Linked DNA regions of Sus scrofa: region 1 is linked to region 2. A link is a contact called in public Hi-C data. All regions are on one chromosome and are shown on one strand. Each heading gives the region's core, a stretch centred on a gene start, on an enhancer-like site or on the middle of the called end of the contact. The rest is flanking DNA. Distances are from core to core; before and after follow the strand shown. Region 1 has its middle 64 kb from the start of THY1. Region 2 holds the start of C1QTNF5 (complement C1q tumor necrosis factor-related protein 5).

What was found. Hi-C and Micro-C count contacts between places; a contact is called where the count stands out from the background.
Region 1: a contact with region 2 is called in a Hi-C map of embryonic fibroblasts, with 5 times the contacts expected there. The contact joins the enhancer-like site here to the promoter of C1QTNF5 in region 2. A contact is called at or near these places in 13 of 47 Hi-C or Micro-C datasets (alveolar macrophages, blood, brain and 8 more) and 1 of 2 datasets of contacts at active chromatin or transcription factors (skeletal muscle).

The regions. Positions count from the first base shown.
Region 1 is chr9:46,671,643-46,675,759 of Sscrofa11.1, forward strand. It overlaps a transcript of LOC102161637 not described here. Among named protein-coding and RNA genes, the nearest start is that of THY1, 64 kb to the left of the region's middle. Within about 2 kb of position 1,774, at least 21 of the 83 cell types and tissues checked have an H3K27ac peak or open chromatin away from gene starts, as enhancers often do. A contact at or near this core is called in embryonic fibroblasts, retroperitoneal adipose tissue, skeletal muscle and 1 more, where this site is marked.
Region 2 is chr9:46,547,154-46,551,432 of Sscrofa11.1, forward strand. It overlaps C1QTNF5 (complement C1q tumor necrosis factor-related protein 5), which reads right to left and starts at 2,993. Exons shown (of 3, transcript XM_003129940.3): 1 at 2,813-2,993; 2 at 2,269-2,525; 3 at 1,022-1,913. The coding sequence starts at 2,820. The coding sequence ends at 1,396. It overlaps MFRP (membrane frizzled-related protein), which reads right to left. Exons shown (of 12, transcript XM_013979475.2): 11 at 3,999-4,126; 12 at 3,230-3,908. The coding sequence ends at 3,684. LOC110255443 (a long non-coding RNA gene) reads left to right here and starts at 3,128. Exons shown (of 3, transcript XR_002335677.1): 1 at 3,128-3,236.

The DNA.
Region 1 (4,117 bases), core at 524-3,023, 120 kb after region 2:
TATGGCTCAAAAAAGCAAAAAAAGGAGTTCCTGTCATAGCTCAGTGGTTAATGAATCTGACTAAGACTTGAGGTTGCGGGTTTGATCCCTGGCCTCGGTCAGTGGGTTAAGGATCCGGTGTTGCCGTGAGCTATGGTGTAGGTCACAGACGCGGCTCGGATCCCATGTTGCTGTGGCTCTGGTGTAGGCCGACGGCTACAGCTCTGGTTAAACCCCTAGCCTGGGAATCTCCAATATGCCTTGGGAGTGGCCCTAGAAAAGGCAAAAAGACCAAAAAAAAAAAGCAAAGCAAAGCAACGAGACTGCTCTGGCTGTGGTGTTGAGGGTGTGGGTAGCAACAGAGAGCAGCTTGGAACCGGTCACAGGATGGATGTGAAGGATGATGGTCCAGGGAGGGGGGCAGGGCGGAGAGCCTGGATTTGAGTGTGGGGCAGCGTCCACTGGAAGCTGACGGGTCTGGGTGTGGTCCAGACTGGCTGAGGGGTGCTGGGTGCCCAGGTCACCCACCACCTGAAGATCAGGGGTTAGCGCTGGGCACATAGAATGTTAGGTCCCTGAAGACATCCAGGAAGAGATCAGGAGAAGGCAGGTGGCTAGACTGGTTTGGAACTTGGGAGACATATCTAGGCAAAAGACTTAATTTGAGAACTAAGTCTAGGTAATGGGAAGGAATGTGACCACTTAGGAAATATGCACAAAGGAGAAAAGGCCTGAGACGGAGCTTTGAGAAATATCCACACCTGCATGATAGTCATTGGAAGAGGACTTTGAGTTTTCTCGTCTGTAAAATGGATATGATGATGCGAGTTGCTGTAGGATAAGGTGAGATGATTACATAAAGTGTTTGACCTGGTGTCGGTGCTCTTTGATGGATCTTGGGTGGGTAGCACGTTTCTATAGTGGCCTTCCTCCTGGCTTACATAGGTTTATTAACGACCCTTCAAAAGATGTGACCAGAGGCCTGGACTTTATTGCTGCTGTCCGCCGTCCTCCACCAGACAACTGGTTCTGTTAATACAACCCAAGGTTGCACTTGTTTTTGGTTTTTTTCTTGCTTAGGGCTGCTTCTGCAGCATATGGAGGTTCCCAGGCTAGGGGTCGAATTGGAGCTGTATCAGGCCTACACCACAGCCACAGCAATATGGGATCTGAGCCACATCTGCCCCCAGCTCATGGCAACACCGTATGCCACTGAATGAGGCCAGGGATTGAAGCCGTGTCCTCATGGATACTGGTCATGTTGGTATCCTGCTGAGCCACAACGGGAACTCCCCCAAAGTTGCACTTGTGATTTTTGTTCTGCAGTCTGGTGTTAAGCGTGGATACAAGACCATTGTCTCTTCGTGAGTGATGCTTTGAAACCAAGAGCCTGGAAGGTCAGATGTAAAGGAGGGGACCAAGTCCTGTGGCAGGAGCCAAGGGCAGTCTTCAGACCCAGCAGACCAAGCATCTGTTTGCGTCCTTTCCAGAAAGAACAGGGAAATTAGCCAGCATCCCCCCTGTCCTCAGGCATGTTGTGCTTCGAAGGCAGGGGTCAGGAAATGGAGAATGAGAAGGTGACGGGGAATGTGGAGGGCAGGGTCAGGATTGAGGAGATGCTGAGATGAGGAGGGGTCTCCAGCCTAGAGTGTGGATGCTCTGGGTTCCCCCGTCCAAGTTTCTTACACCTTCCAGTGAGCAGACAGCAGCTGCTTCTGATGGATGGAGTCTGCTTTTGTTTTCGGGGAGCTGGCTGCCGGGCTGGCTGGTGGGCAGTGGCTGGAGCAACATCGCCCCCTCACGGCCTTCTCTTGCAAGTGCAGTCAAGGCACCCCACCCGATTTCTTCCCAGATCCATAGGCTGTCTCTGGATCAGCCGATCAGCTGATTTTATAGTCCTTGGCAGCCTGTCCTGTGTACCTAGGAGTGTCCCTTTGCTTTTGGCTTCTGTTAGCTGTCACTGCCTGGTGTATCTCTGTCCTGCTTCCTTGGGCGGTCTGTGATCAGCATGTCTCTTTCCATCAGTCTCCACCTAGGTCTCTATTTCTGTATCTTCTTCTGTCTCTGCCTTGCTTCCTGCCCCCATCCTCTGTCTCTGTGTCCTGGAGCTGAGGTCATGGCTGCCTTCCCCCCAGAGCTGGAGTGATTCTTGGTCTTTTTAGCTTTTTCCTCGATGAGTCAGGAACTCCTGGAGGGCTGAGGGCTGAGGCTCCACCCAGCAGTGGCCTCAGAGAGGATGCAGGAGTTTGAAGGAGCCTCGGGCTGGGCTGGGGACTGTGACAAGAGATTTTTTCCAAAATACGCTCATGGGGCCAGCGGGAGGCTGGGCGCATTCCTGTGGATGTCTAGGAAGCAGAACGAGCGAGCGGCTGGCCACCAGTATGGAGCGGGGCTCTTTTGGCTGCTGCCTGTGCCCAGAGCCTATCCACTCTCTTCAATCCTCATTTTCTGTTGCCTCAGGGCCTTTGCACAAACTGTTTCTCCTTGAAATCATCTCTCCCCCAAGGCCTTAGAAACCGACTCCTTCAGGGAGTCCTCCCGGATTCAGTGTCTGAGTTGGGGGCCCTCCTCTGTGCCAGGGCAGTGTCTTCTCCTTGGTTTAACATTACCTGCTGGCAGTTCCATCTCCCTGACTTGTGTGGCTGTTCTGGAGAGGGGTCGGGGTGGGAGGCAGGGAAGCAGCAAGCCCCGGGGACCAGAGGAGGGGGAATGTGGACAACCCACATGGTAACACCTCCTCCACCCCTCCTTGTTCTGCTTGTCATGTTCTTTCTTCCCCCAGGTTTTTCAGGGTCTTTGTGCCAGAGGCCATCTCCTGTCTGGCCTCTGGCCCAGGAACAGGCCCTGAAGAGTCAGCGGGGAAGGGCTGCCTGTCTGCCAAGTCCTCTGAGTTGGCAGCACAGGGGTGGGGGCTCCCTGTGGGCAGCCCAGGGGTGGGGGGCCGGGGCACTTGTAGCCTGAGTCCTCTCTGGGGGAGTGGCCATGTCTCAGCATGGTTGTGCGGCATGGGGCCGGCAGGACGGACAGCCTTCCCGCAGTCTCACATTTGTCGTATATTTGCGGCAGCCTGGAGCTGTCCCCAGGGCCTCCCTGGTGCCTTGCAAGAGGTCGGGGCCTGGCGCTCCCAAATATATCCCAGGGGAGGGAAAGGAAACACTCGGAGGGTGACCCCTGGTGCCTGAGGGCGAGGGGCCCACCCCCCTTTGTTTATTTATTAGTGGGTCACTTGGACCTTCTTTGAAAGCCGAGGCCTGCCACTGGAGGCCGCATGACCCCCGATGGCGCTGGGGGCTGGGGGCTCTGTTGAGAAGTGATGAGGCTGTGTGGGTGGTGGGAGGATGTGCCGGGTGAGGGAGGGCTCAGGAGCTGATGGTGAATCCACTGATGGAATCTCGTAGCCCAGGACCCCTTGCATCTCAGACCTGAGGCCGCTTACTGCTTTGGAACTGAGGGTTGGCTCCAGAGCTGAGGCTGGAAGCCCAGGGTGGGGCAGGACAGGGCTGGGTATTGTACCTGGGTCCCAGCTCAGGATCCCGGCTCACTTAGAAGTGATGCAAGAGAAGAGGCATGGACTTTCGACCCAGGAGTTGAGTTCAGGTCCCAGCTGGTGACCCAGGCCACGTCACTGGCCTCTCTGGGCCCCAGGCCCCTCATCTGTGAGGAATGGGGAGGTCGATACCTGCGGGACACTGTGAATGGGTGTGTGAAAGTGCTGAGGGGTCCCCTCCCTCCTCCTTCCATTGGCTCTCTGTCCCCCAGGTTGTCCAGGCACTTTCCAGCTGGGAGGACAAGTGCTGTGGGAGGGCTCCCCCAGCTGCCACAGCCCACGGGGACCAGGAGACACTGCTGAGCCCCACCCCATCCCCCGTGTCTGTGAGTCACAGGCAGGCTCACCTGGCTGGTGCCACATGCAGCCACCATGTGCCTCCCATAAGGTGTGTGCCCTCCTCCACTGTGCAGCCACCTGGATGCCAAGACTCTTTTTGTGGACAGGAGAAGCCCATGAAGCTGGGAAGGGTGTCCCCTGCTGAGCCCATGGAACAGGGTGCAGGCTGTTTTCGCCCAGAGCCATGTTGGTGGACTATGTCAGGTGAAATGTCTACACCTGTGGCTGGGTGAGCCTTGCAGTCTTAGCTCC
Region 2 (4,279 bases), core at 1,743-4,242:
CAGGGACAGTCTTCTGGAAGAGAGGGCAAGAAGGAAAAAGAGGAGGTCAGGAAGCAACTCTGAGGAGAGGCCCCTCCACTTTCTCTTGAGTTGAGAGCTTGAGCTGATGTGGGCTGGCAAACCCTGGTTCTCAGGCACTGGGTTGGGAGTGGGGCAGGGGCTGGCTTCTACGGATCAGGGAGGGGAGCCTTGAAGGGGCTTTGTGGCTAGCCTCAGACTTAGTGGAGCGGCCCAGCTCAGTAGGGGAGAGTTCCCACATCCACCTTAGAGTTGGGAGGCCTGAGGAAGGGCTTTTTTCCCCCTTCCCCCAACCCTGCAAAGGGAGCTTGGCTCCTTCCAGTCTCTGTTTAAAGTGAGGATAAACATTTTATGAGAGAAGATAAACTTCCTGAGCTGGGAGAAAAAAACCCTTTTTTCCTTCAGCCCCCATCTGGATGCTATTGGCAGACCTCAATAGCCTCTCTCCCACTAACAATCCTGGTAGTCAGGAGCTCAAGCAACCTAGGGTCATTGCTGCATTCTGGAACTGGGACGCCCCCTTGTGGCCATCTCCAAAATGACTTACCTCTAGACATCCAAGGGCACTCCACTCCCCTGGCATGGGGGACAGAGAAATAGCTTTGGAGTTACATAGCGACCGGGCAAACAGCCAGAGCAGTCATGAATGAAAATCCTGGGCTCCTTTTAGTTGGTCAGGGCAGGGGTGTGTGTGATGAAATCACAGCCAGTCCATATACTATCAATGAGTTGGAAAAAGGGGCTTCCTTTTGGGGCTGGAGCCCCATACCAGGACACCCTCCTCAGCAGGCCACTCCTGTTCACAACCTTTACAGCTTAGGCAGAAGCTCTGTGGAGCAGCCTTTCACCTGGGCCTGCTTCCTGTGTCTCCTGCCCCACAGCTCCATCCAGCCTAAGAGCCCTCCCGTCTGCCTGAGCACCCTCTCCCCACTCCTTCCCACCACCACCCCAGTTTCAGGATCAGGGCATCCCCACCATTAAAGAAGAAAGGCTGAAGCCAGTAGGAGGTTTTCTTAGATTTATTGAATGATCTCTGAGAAAAGAGCCCAGGAACAGGAGAGATGAGGGAGGACCCAGAGAAGCAGAGGACCAGGAAAGGAGCACCCCACTTTGGGGTTCTGGGCCAGAACAACTGGGGGGACCCTGCCAGCACAGCGCACTCCTTTGGTCTAGGGCAGAAATCCAGCCACTGCCCCATGCTGCCAGCCCTGATCTCAGAGTCTCTGTCCCCATTCCCTGAGGCAGCAGAAGGGAGAGGCCCCCATCCCACCTCTGCAGTCCTACACAACATTCCAGGGGGGCCAGCCCTCCAGGATGATGTGGCCCTCAGTGTCACACCTCGGAGTGAGAGAGCACGGGCTCACTTTCCAGCGGGCATCAAGCAAAGACAGGGGAGCTGTGCCAATCGGAATACACTAGAAATCCAGAGAAGGTGCTGTCTGTCTTGATGCTGGCATAGATGCCAATGTAGTCACCCACGCCCACCTGTACCCACACCTGGTCCTCGGGCTCCAGCCTCACCATGGCGCCCCCGGAGAGCGAGGCTGGCTTGGGCCACCCCCCAAAGAACTGGAAGAAAGAGGCGATGGACTCGCCATTCTTGACCAGATCGAACTGCAGGCTAGCCCTGTAGACGGTGGCGTGGACGGCGAAGTAGTAGACCCCGGGCACCTGGCAGGTGAACTTGCCCGTGACGGCGTCGTAATGTCCCTGCTCGTTCACCAGCACGCGGTCGAAGGGTAGGGGCGCGTCCGATGGCGGTGGCACTCGGCTCTCGGAGCGCTTGGCGCTGAAGGCGGAGCGCGGAGGCACTGAGCACTCGCCCGCAGGCCCCATCGCCCCCACCGGGCCCGCCTCTCCTCGCGGCCCGGGCTCCCCACGCGGCCCCGGGAGGCCTGCGGGGCGTGGGGGAGAAGCGGAGCGGTTAGGGTGTGCCCGCTGCTCCTCCCTCATCCACCCTCAGCCTCCCAGCCACCACTGCCCGGCCGGGGCCGCCTTGCGCCCCAGGGCTCCCTCCCCTCTTCCTACAGGGCTTGGGGCAGATCTGAGGATCCCAGGGGTTGTGGCTCCCGCCGCTGAGTCACCCTCTCCTCTCCCGGCTCTGGGAGCCGCCGGAGTCGGGAGTGGGGGTGGGGTGTGGGACAGGAGCGGCGCCCCCTTGGTGGGAAGATCGAGCCCCGGGCCCGGAGAGCGGAATCGGGCCGGGCTAGCTCCGACGTCCCCACGGATCGCAGCGGAGGCGCCTCTTACCCGGCCTCCCGCCCTCGCCTTTCTCTCCCGGAGCCCCGGGCGCGCCGTCGCGGCCATCGCGGCCGTCGCGGCCGGGCAGGCCCTGGCTGCCGTGGTGGCCCGGCGTGCCAGGAAGGCCGGGGTGCCCTGGGCACAGGCTGGGGATCTTGTTGTCGTCCAGTGGGGGCGAGCCGGCCGCGAGACCCAGGAGCAGCAGGGCGAGGAGCGGCCTCATGGCGCCGGCACGCGGAGCCCAGACGCCGGGGGCCTCTGGTCGTCTGTGGGCCGGGCAGGACAGGAGTCGGGACCCAGAATCCCGCGACAAGCCTCGCTCCCGGCCTCGGCGTGGTCGGCGTGGGACCCACCCCACTGCCATGCGCCTGAGAGAGGCTGAGCGGCCGCGGGAGGATGAAGAACCCGGCGCCCCTAGATCCGAGAACCCCCGGGAGCACCGCGCAGCGGGGAAGGGAGAGGCCGACCCTCCCTCCCCCTCCCCCACGGGCCGGCGCCCAGGCTTTCCCACAGTCCCCTCCCCCAACTCCGTTTCCCCGCCCCCCCCACTCACCCCTCCATCCTGGCTCGGGGGAAGCTCGCGCTCTCTCTGGCCTCCTTTGGGGCGCGCTACTCCGGACCCTCCAGCTGAGCCCTGCTGCCTGCCCTGCACTTCTCTCTAGCCCCTGCCCTCGGCGCCTCCCTGGCCCTGGGTCGTTCCTTGCCGGCTGCTCTGCTCCTCCCAGACTCCAAGAGGAAACCAGTTGTTCAGGGGCCAAGAACCCGGGCTGGGAAATAGCAGGGAAATAACTCGTGGTGTCGCCCGGCGGCCGGCCAAAGTTTGGGAGAGAAAAGAGAGAGAGAGAGAGATTTGAGCCAGGCACAGAGAGGCAGAACCGCGAGAGACAGATGCTCAGGGCGCCTACAACTCCAAGGAGCAGGCAGGAGAGATGGTGCTGTGACAGAGACCAAGGGCAACACTCTAGACCAGGAGAAAGGTAAGATGAGACCTGAGGGTGGAAGGTTCCAGCAGCAGTAGACAAAGCAGCTTCCCAGTGCTCAGAACAGGGCTTGCCATGTAACTAAGCACTCAGTACATTTTTGTTGAGTAAATGAAAATGTCAGAAGGTGAGTGGCGGAGAGCCTGAAAAAGCAGGTAGCAAATTGGGGTCAGAGGCTTGGGTGGGAAGTGGTCCAGATTGTTGGTGGTATAGGTGGTGGAGTCAGGCCAGCTGTTTGCAGCAGCTGGAGCAAGTAAAGGGATGGGGAGGGATCTGGGAAGGTGGGAGGGTCCCATTAGCCCCAAGGACTTCTCTTCCCCTCCCTGGGGAGACCCAGAGGAGATGGGCAGAGTCCCATGCTGGCCCCCTTCCTTTGCTTCTCTGCTTGCCTGCCCTGATAGGCAAAGGAGGATGGGCAGCAGAGGGCAGGGGCCGGCTTCAAGGTCAGGGCTGGGCACAAGACTCCAGGCCAGCTGCCTCGGGCAGCCTGTTGCAGTTGAAGGGCCAGGGGGTGCCCAGGAGTGCCAGGCCAGACTGGCACTGGCGCTCTGCCTCCTGGCAGACAGAGCGGCAAGGGGGAAGGACACTGCCTAGCGGGGTGCAGTGGGGCACAAGCAGCCCGCAAAGGAGCCTCCGGAAATTCTGGTAGCAGGGCAGACTTGTCAGGCTCTGTGGAAGAAGGAGATCAGCCCTCAGGCATCCTGCTCCCCAGGTTCCCTCCCCTTTCTGGGGGTCCCTCATTATCTCTGCGCAGAGCACCTTGTAACCTCTGAGGAGCTCCACCACCTCCTCCTGGGTGGCCATGCCCACCCAGATGTTAGGGAAGGCCGTGGTGTTGTAGCTCAGACCGATGCACATCTCCACCTGGACAGGCTCACAGGCCAGCTCTGCAAGGATGGGAGGGGAGGGTCACTCTGGGGAACACTCACAAGTCACCTAATTGCTCTGTATGGGTCAGATGGGGGTTGTCGTGAGGATCAGAGATAACAGGGAGAGATGCTTTATACATGTTGAGGATTCCTCTTCTCGAGAATGGGCAT